Linked DNA regions of Drosophila melanogaster: all the other regions are linked to region 2. The links are chromatin contacts, called in public Hi-C and targeted proximity ligation maps. All regions are on one chromosome and are shown on one strand. The core of a region is the stretch at or near the end of the contact, and the rest is flanking DNA. Distances in the headings are between cores, read along the strand shown.

Region 1 (2,847 bases), core at 283-2,782, 620 kb after region 2:
TGCCAGATACACCACTGGAGAGCTCCGTGGAGGATCTGGAATCAGATGGAGAGCAAAAAATGCAGCGTGGTGAGGAGCAAGTTGACAAAATTGTGACGAGCTCTGAGGAGGCGGTGTCCAAAGTCGGCGAAGACGCGATAGATGTCATGGACTCCACTCGTAACTCGATTCAAACAGCGGTAAAAAATGCAGCAAATGGAGCTCGTGATGCCATGGAAGCTGTAGGCGAGCGAATGGCTACTGGAGCTCGAGGAGCCGTGGATACCGTGGGAGGAGCAGTAGGAGCGGCGGGTAAAGGTGCCCATCGGTTGGCCAGCGATGCAATGCACGCAGTGGAACAAGTAGGAAGTAGTGCAATGCATGCAGTGGAGCAGGCGGGCAGTAATGCGGTCAAAGCAGCCTCGGAAACAAAAGATTCGATGGGCAGGGCTATGGATTCGGTGACCAGCAAGATCTCTACTGAAGTACTGGGCGCCAAGGAAAACATCTCCTCATTGTTTCAGATAAAAGCGGCGAGGGAGGCTGATCCACAGACCACGCCATGTTCCACACCTCGCGGCGAGGATGACTTGTCCTTCAAAGAGGGGGCACCAAAGACCACCACAACGTTGGGTTCCAACGAGGAGGATGAACGAACAACGGCCTCTGTAAACTCAAACCACAATTCTGCAGGACATGGCAATGGTAATGGCAACATCTTCGAGCCAAGCACTACCTTTGAAGACCCTCTAGATGCAGTGGTGGAGCGCAGTAAGAAGGCGATGCAGGATGACATTCGGGCCATGCAACTGAGGGCAAATTCCCATATTCAAGCTGTGGCCCAGCAGAAGGAGGAAGATGCTAAGGGATTCGTGAAGCAGGTGATGGACAGGCTCTCGTGCCGTAACGAAAAAGCGGTCAGGATCGAAGGTACCTTTCAGTATAGTCCTTCAGTATATACTTACCTAAATTCTGCTTACCTTCCAAATAGATGAACTGCGTCCGCCGGCTGGAAGTCACAACAAAAACACAAACAAAGTTAACAGCGAGCTGAGTTTAACCAATGGGCAGGCACATGGTGATCAGTCGCAGGCTTCGCGGGTCTGCACGATTTTATAAAACTTGCACCTGCACTTTTCTGAGCAATTGCATTTGGTCTTTAAGTACAATTTAATAAAAAATAATGCAAACGAAATTCCTATACAAAAGTTCTGCACCGGGCAGTGTGACCGTACTGTGGCGGGAGGAAAACCTCTCAAAAACGAAAGAAAACTTACATATTCCTATGTGAATGACTTCAGTGGAACTAGCTCATTTAGCATAGAGATGGCAATTCGATATTCACGAGAAGTCACATTAGAAAATGATTTTATATTAATATGGTGGGAAAAAAAATAATTATAAAGATGTGCTGGCCTAAATAAATCTGAGAATTTTCCCAAATTTGATCTCTTATACCAACTTTCCCATTGAGTTCGGGGCAGTCATCGTGATTCCTTCACACTCGTGATCAGTAACAGGTCCCCCATAGCTATCGCCCATCCCCAATTGGCACTAGTTCATTCGCGTCTATTTTGTACGCGAAACAGTAAAAAAAAGAAAAGAAATATTTGTACTATTTTTCTAACGTTTATACGCTTTTTATAAATGAAGAACCAGCCACAGATAATGCTGTGAGGACCCGATTCTGATAGGCGAGAGCAATACGCGAACACCCTCCGAAAGGCCCATATCCCCCAAAAAACCGAATCGAGTGCGAAAAATGATGTAAAACGGGGGAAATCTAAACCTGAAAGGCCCCACACAGCACAGCCACAAAATGGAAAGGTAGGTCAATGTGTGGGCGCCCGAAAAGAGTTCAAGTGTGTCACTCAGTATACCCAATTCCGTCTGGAATCATTTGGCAAAAATAGCGTTTATAGACGTGTGAAAAACAATGGACATTTTCGAGCGGAGAGCTCCAAAATTAAAAGTATCCTAACCTCAAAAGAGCTTTTACACAGTACGTGTACGTGTGTGCGCTAGTGATGTCCATACGTGTGTGCGACTGAAAGTGGTTGTGACTTTTAGCTGAAGAAGGGAGCGCGAGGGGCGATCTAGAGGCAACGTGTTAGTGGAAAAACTGCTTTTGAAAAAAGGGGAAAATATCCCCCAAAAAGCCCGCCCAAAAAAGGTCAGTTCGGAATCCTGTCGATCTCGCCTCCGTTGAGATTGTTATCCAATTGGTAAAGTTATCACTAAGTTCTTAAGTTGCCAGAAAAACACATGTAATTTGGCGAGAAAGTAACACGCTGTCAATTCAACACAAAAAGAGAGATACCTGAGTGCTCCATGTGTGTGCGTGTTGTGTTGGCCTCAGTGTCTATCTTGTCTGGTGGGTGAGCAGGGGGCGGGTCAGGTAACTTGTCCGGCGAACGTAAAAACCAGCGTTCAAAAAATATATTAAAAGTTACATGCATGCAAGCAGCGCGCGTTTTATTTTGTTTCAAAATGCATAATCAATCGTATGTTTAATAATTTATGCTCTTTGACGTATATTCGAAGTTTTCATACCATCGAAGTCATAAAAATCTTTTAAGGATTCGGTCATCCGTTATGGATCTTATTTAAAAATTACTCATCACAGTTTGTTTGTGAGTTTAATATTAGTATGGCTCTTTAATAAATGTTATAAAGCCCGAAAATATTTACTCTCGCAAGAATATTGCTTTGAACGCTTAATACGTTAATCATTATACCTGAATGATTTAAAACATAGTTTCACACCGTAAAGTAAGCCAGTTACCTCCTTACAAACATGTATGGATATGTAAGCCGTGTAGTTCCAAATACTTATTTATGTAGAGAGGCTTGCCTAAAGGAGACGAA
Region 2 (3,163 bases), core at 47-2,546:
ATGTCATCGTACTTGGCCAGAATGGCATGGCAATCGGCGTAGGCCTGCATCTCCAGCAGCGTTTCGATTAGATTCTCGTGAATGTTCAGTACGCTCATGATCGAGGGTATCTCCTTGGTGAGATCGCGAAACATTTTAGCCGCCTCCTTCAGCTTGCCCAGCTTGCGGGCGCACATGGCAAGCCGTCGCTTGATATAGATCAGCACATTGGTGTCGCGCCGATGCATGCCATCCGCAATGGCGCCCTGGTGTTGGGTGGCCTGCGACTTGCGGTAGTTGATCTCGGCGACCTTTAGGGCCGTCTTCAGGATCTTCTCCGCCTCCATAATGGTCATGGCTTCCTCCTCGGCCAGCAGTATATAGGCAGGTGCACATTCCGCATTGATTTCCAGAGCACTGTGAGCGGACTTGATGCGCTGCATGGGATTGCGTTCGCGCCAGGCCGTCTGCATGATCTCATACTCCTCCTTGCGGGCATCGCCTTCGCAGGTAAAAAATGTTTGATGGTCCTGGGCACTTAAGTTCATGTCGTAGTAGGTCAACGGCTCCTTGCTGGTGGCCCAAAAGAATCTCTGGTACTCGGCGCCGCGAAATAGATTAAGTGGATTTCGCCAGACCTTACACTCGGGCATTTGGGTGCCCGTACTTGTGGTGGCGCTGCCACTGCCTGATGCCCCTGCTCCACCCGATCCTCCTCCGCCTGCTCCGCCATTGCTGCTGCTGCTGGAGCCACTGCTGCTGCTGCTGCCACTGCCATTGCTGGACTCTGATTGGCCATCGCTGCCATTTATCCAGGGGCTAATGTGGTTGATAGAGACTTGCTCTGCGAAACAGGGACAGTGAAACAGAATAAGAAGGAAGCGGAGGAAGGGGAACCCCACTACTCACCTATAAACGAAGTGCCATACTTCCGGAAATACCACCACTCAAAGATCAGGATCAGGCCCGAGATCAGGCTGGAGGTCCCTGTGAGCGCCACGTAGAACTTAGGCGTCAGAGTGCTGAGAAACATGGACGAATCCCACATCCTGCTGCCTGCTGCCCCCTGCCTGCGAAGTTCTGTATTCGACGCTCGTTTCGCTTTGGCCCCAGCTCCGTCCGGATTTTGCCGCTCTCCGGGATTAGCTTGTGCCTGGGGGTTCGCGGATACTCTGTGCTCTGGCACTGACCACCGCCGAGGGGTTAGATCAATTAACGGTTGCCTTTCTTGGCGCTATCCTTGCGCGTATCCTTGCTGCTGATGAGACTTTTTTCAATCAAGTATTCGAAAGGGGATGAGCGGGGGGTAAATACCAGCGCAACGTGACCGTTTCTCGTCGCCTTCTAAATGCCGCTGAACGTACTGGTCACTCTGAAAAGTTCTTGCGGGAAGACCTTTCAACTTCTTTCAGAAATATTCCACGCATGTATCTAAAGTCTATTGCATGGCCAAGAGATATACACATTTCCCACTGTTATCTATTATTACTTATATTTGTTTTAATAGTTTGGTTCTTATTTGTGCTCAACATATTTCGACAGTTATTTCTTACGATCACGCTAAGAACTTACTCTAATAGCAAATAATAACAAAACCGGTCATACATATTAAAATATATAAGCGAACTACCTGATATCTATTTAATGCTAATTGTTGTTTAAATTTAATGAAAAATGTAATTCTCGAACCATCCACTTTTTCCGATATTTTCACGCCTATCGATAGATCCACCTGCGCACCACTACAAAAAATGGCCGCTGAGCTGCAAGTGCACTTTTTTTTATAATAGACCAATCCGATTGAAACAAGCACGCAAAGCCCTTAATTTGGAACTCCTGTTGAACGGAAAGCCATCAGTGGGGCAGTGGAATCATGGAGCAGGTGTCGGATAGTGCGGTGACAACTCTGGAGTCAACCCAAGCAGAGGAGCCACCACCAGGAGTCGAAAAAGTTGAGACTCTAGAACTAAAAACGGCGGCGTTAGAAACACTCTCGGAAAGTGCGGGTCCCACTGATTTGGAGAATGAGCTGGCCAATCTCAACGGATCTGAAGAGGGTCCAGGCTTGGACGAGCTGAGCACTCTGGAGAGGGAGATAGCTAAGCTGCATAACATTCGACCGCCGGATGCGGCGTCCGAAGTTAAGGATTCCGACACACCAATTGCCTTAGCAGACAATGGTGGCTTAGAGCCCCGCCAGGCCCCAGATGAAGCTAAATGTCGAACCCCAATAATCGAAGAAGGCAACGCTGCCTCAGGCAACGGCCAGTCCAGCGAATCCCCCTTGGAAGAGGTAGATCTCATTGCCCTGCTCAAGGGGACGGATACCAGTCATGATCAGCCTACGGGAGAGGAAAAGTGCACATTGGAGAAGGCTCTCTCCGAGCTTGACGGCGTTGGAGAAGATGGGGATGTAGGTGTTACCATCGAGGGCGAAGGGCAGTTCGAAATCATGGAAATTGACGACGACGAGGGGGAGTCATCGAGTCGAAAAGCCAGCCCCAAGGTACCTGCGTCCAAGCCCATCAAATCTAACTCCTTGCCTTCTATATCCAAGCATAAGCTCTCCCCGGAACAAGCCAGAGCTGTTGCTCTGGAGCAGATGGCCGGTCTAAAGCCAAAGTCGCGTCGTAAGGAGCCGCCTGCGCCGCCTTCTGTGGTCGCGCCGATAGATATTGTCAGCTCGTTGAACGATGATTGGGACGACTACGACTCTGAGGAAGACAAGTCGGCTTCCGCGTTGGTGACAGAAGTTATAACTCTGCCTTCAGCACACGTAGTCACTAAGAAGCCACCTCTGCCTGTGAAAAAATTGTCATCCCCAGTTAAGCACAGCCCGAACTCGGCAATTTTGCTAAACAACAAGATCAGCGGAGTAAAAGTAATGTTAAAGACCGTGAGCCAAAAGCAACTTGCAGCCTCAACAGGGGCAGCAGCGGAAAAAACCAAGCCGACTGTCGTTGTGTCACCTCCCAAGGAAACCGAAGAGCATACTACGGGTACAGTAAAGTTGGAATTCATTAAATCATTGCTTACAAACTGAATTTTTAGGGTTCAAGCGTATGCGTGTAATTAAAAGGAAGATAATCTGGGACCCCGATGTACCAGAGACGAAAAAATCGTTTGCGCAGTATGCTAGCACGAAGGCGGCATGTCCAGCACCCACCACACCAAAAACAACTGT
Region 3 (3,111 bases), core at 76-2,575, 530 kb after region 2:
TTGCAGGCAACTAAAGAGTCGCGGCTACGAGCACGGCGATGATGGAAAGTTCAATGTGCATGATTTTGTGCGTGACAATACAAAGGCGCGCTCGGTTTGCGCCCAGTGCAGGAACATGTAATTGAAATTGGCCAACTTGCGGATGACAGAAGAGCCATATCCTCCCGATCCCGCGCACAAAGACAACAATAAGCCCGCAGCCAGTTGAGATGGGAAGTGGGGCACTCGAAAGGAAGCAGAAGGACACGTTCGATGGCGCAGAGTCGAAATTCTGCATTTATTGAAACAAACCCAAAACGACAAAAAAGAAAATCACACAAAGACACTCGATAAGATTGCACCAATTTTGTAAGACCCTAGACGGAAGGTAGAGTACTCGGCATGTTTTGTAGGTAAATGGGGATTTCGGGGCGGAACGGGACGCGATACGCATAATTTTTATAGGGCAGGCCATTGGCATTGCGGCATCAGTAGGCCCGGTGCATAAATATTAAACTATATATATATATATATATATGTATATATACATACAAATATCCGTATACAACTGCATAAATTACTTTAAGGAGAGAGCCGACGGAACGCAGCAAAATCATGCCACATTGAGATTTATCCAGCACGCCGTTGGATTTCACTGAGGATAGAACTGCTTGGAGAATATATACCTACCTAAATAATCCAGAGGAGATCTCGGGATACTACAATTCCAATTAATGAGAAACAATCACTCAATTTACCTACTATTAGTTCTATTGATTTACTCCTAATTGTTAAGTGTTATGGACTATCGTTAAGTTTTAGGTCCAAACGAGGCCCTGAAAATTGTTTACACACCCCACTAATGAATACGCTACGCAATTAAGTTAATTATTACTAATTACGCCTGTGTAAGCCCAATCAGAAACCCATTCCCAAACCAATTTGAACAGCGCGCCCAGGCAAAGGTGTTGCGAATAATCAAAGGCAGTTGAACAACTTGAACATATACTATACTGAGCTACTACAGCAAAAGATAAAGAATCCGATGCATGCATATATCACGGAATGAATGTAAACTAGCTACTAAAAAGCGTTATATTCAAGCAGACGTCAAGTCTATACCATAAACAGCAAATACATATTTACATTGAATGTGGTTTAAAAAACAAGGCGGCAATTTGTTTCATTTTTGGGAAGTGCCCTACAGTACAATAGCATATTTTGAAATTTGCGCCCAATACAACAGTTGTTAGCAGCTGCTAACTCACATACTCACCACTGCTGTTAAGCGCTACAGGCGATGTTTTGCAAAACATCGCCCAACATCGATATCAAGAGAAACGTCGAGCTATCGAGAAAAATATTGAATCGACAGAACATGTGCTCTAGCTCCAGCCTCGGGAAACAAAACAGCGTAAATTGATAGGAATTTGATAGTTAATTACCTGGTAACTATGGCTGATCATGCTTTTCATCGGCCCGGGCCGCTGAAACAAGCGAACAAGGCTCACAAAACGGGTCGTCATCGCTCCAAAGGAGCAATAGACAATGCCCAAAAAGGTATGTGGAAATCTTAATAGCATCATCCAGAGTTCTAACCCACATGGGCGTTCACCTTTCACAGGGAAGATTGGACTGAGGCCTATCTCCCACAAGCACAAGCAGCAGCAGCGCAAGGAGCAGCGTCGCAACCAGATGAACCAGCTCAGGAAAAACAAAAGGGAGGAGGTGTTGGAGCAAAAGAGAAAACTAGGTGGTCAGAACACAGCTCCCTTTCTTGTGTGCCTACTACCCATGCACGAACAGATTGATCCCATGTCCGCATTGGAAATCCTAAAGAGCTGTGACAGCGAACTGGTCGTGGAGAACTCCCCAAGTGGCATTGTTTACATCAATCTTCCAAGGTTCAAGCAGCGTTTCGCTTTTGTCACACCACCAGTGGGACGCGGAAATGAGCTAATTGCCCTGGATTACCTTAAGGTTTGCGACACCACCCTGCTTTTGACCACCGCAGCCTTTGGCGATGACGAGATCTTCGACCGCTGGGGTCAACGGATCTTTAACATGATGTCAGCCCAGGGAATACCCACTCCGGTAGTAGCCCTCATGGATCTGGAGTCAATCAATCCCAAGCGTCGTCCTGCTGCCAAGCAGGCGGCTCAGAAGGTCATATCTAAGCTGTTGCCCGAGGAGAAGATCATGCAATTGGACACCGCTAGCGAGGCCTTGAATGTTATGCGGCGCATTGGAGGCCAGAAGAAGCGCATCCTCCATAACGTCGCCAATCGGCCACATCTCTTTGGAGATGTGGTAGAGTTTAAACCGGGCTCAGATCCCAGCGACGATCTGGGCACACTAGAAGTTACTGGTTTCTTACGTGGACAGTCTCTTAACGTGAATGGTTTGGTCCACATTCCCGGCTTGGGTGATTTCCAGCTAAGCCAGGTGGTGGCCCCTCCAGATCCGTATAAGCTAGATAAATCGCGCGATGGAGAGAATAGTGAGGTGCGTCTCTTGGATCGCAGTGATCCCTCTAAGCGCACTTCCCTTCAAAGCGAAAACATACCCGACCCCATGGACGCGGAGCAGACGTGGCCCACCGAAGACGAGATTGCCGCATCGCAGGCGGAAACTAAAAAGATGAAGCTTGTTAAGCGTGTACCCAAGGGCTACAGCGAGTACCAGGCTGCCTGGATTCCGGATGTGGAGGAAGTGGAAGACCCAGACGGTAAGGATGACGATGACATGAGTGAAGATGATGATGACGACAAAGAAGACGATAATGAGGACTTCATGTCGTGCGACAACAAATCCTTTGAGGATGAGTACGAGAAGCGGGACTCAGACACTGAGGAGTTCCAGGACACCGTGTCCGTGGCCTCGGAGGCTGCCATCAACGACGAAAAGTACGATCAGCAAATGGACTTCCAGGAGGAGCGTGAGACCCTGAAGAAGCTGCAGCAAGCACGCACGGATCAGCTTTGGCCCGATGAGATAGACACTCCTTTGGATGTGCCCGCTCGCGAGAGGTTCCAGAAATATCGCGGCTTAGAGTCCTTCCGAACTTCGCCTTGGGATGCCAAGGAGAATCTTCCCGCTGACTATGCTCGCATCTATCAGTTCCAGAACTTC

The links. Hi-C and Micro-C count contacts between places; a contact is called where the count stands out from the background.
Region 1: a contact with region 2 is called in a Hi-C map of the Kc167 cell line, with 2.6 times the contacts expected there. A contact is called at or near these places in 17 of 107 Hi-C or Micro-C datasets (the D17-c3 cell line, the Kc167 cell line, the ML-DmBG3-c2 cell line and 9 more) and 1 of 7 datasets of targeted methods (the Kc167 cell line).
Region 3: a targeted proximity ligation map of the Kc167 cell line shows a contact between it and region 2, with 2.8 times the contacts expected there. A contact is called at or near these places in 7 of 107 Hi-C or Micro-C datasets (the D17-c3 cell line, the Kc167 cell line, the OSC cell line and 3 more) and 1 of 7 datasets of targeted methods (the Kc167 cell line).

Annotation. Positions count from the first base shown.
Region 1 is chr3L:21,431,896-21,434,742 of dm6, forward strand. Aef1 (Adult enhancer factor 1) reads left to right here and starts at 1,533. Exons shown (of 3, transcript NM_168903.3): 1 at 1,533-1,806. It overlaps barc (barricade), which reads right to left and starts at 1,239. Exons shown (of 7, transcript NM_168902.3): 1 at 960-1,239. It overlaps CG33288, which reads left to right. Exons shown (of 5, transcript NM_206414.3): 4 at 1-909; 5 at 971-1,171. The coding sequence ends at 1,098.
Region 2 is chr3L:20,807,951-20,811,113 of dm6, forward strand. CG3634 reads right to left here and starts at 1,297. Exons shown (of 2, transcript NM_141003.3): 1 at 889-1,297; 2 at 1-823. The coding sequence starts at 1,027. HIPP1 (HP1 and insulator partner protein 1) reads left to right here and starts at 1,719. Exons shown (of 6, transcript NM_141004.3): 1 at 1,719-2,978; 2 at 3,031-3,163. The coding sequence starts at 1,853.
Region 3 is chr3L:21,333,890-21,337,000 of dm6, forward strand. It overlaps Tsr1 (Tsr1 ribosome assembly factor), which reads left to right and starts at 1,326. Exons shown (of 4, transcript NM_141047.4): 1 at 1,326-1,539; 2 at 1,604-3,111. The coding sequence starts at 1,434. It overlaps Rab26 (Rab26,), which reads left to right. Exons shown (of 5, transcript NM_001300213.1): 5 at 7-1,138. The coding sequence ends at 121.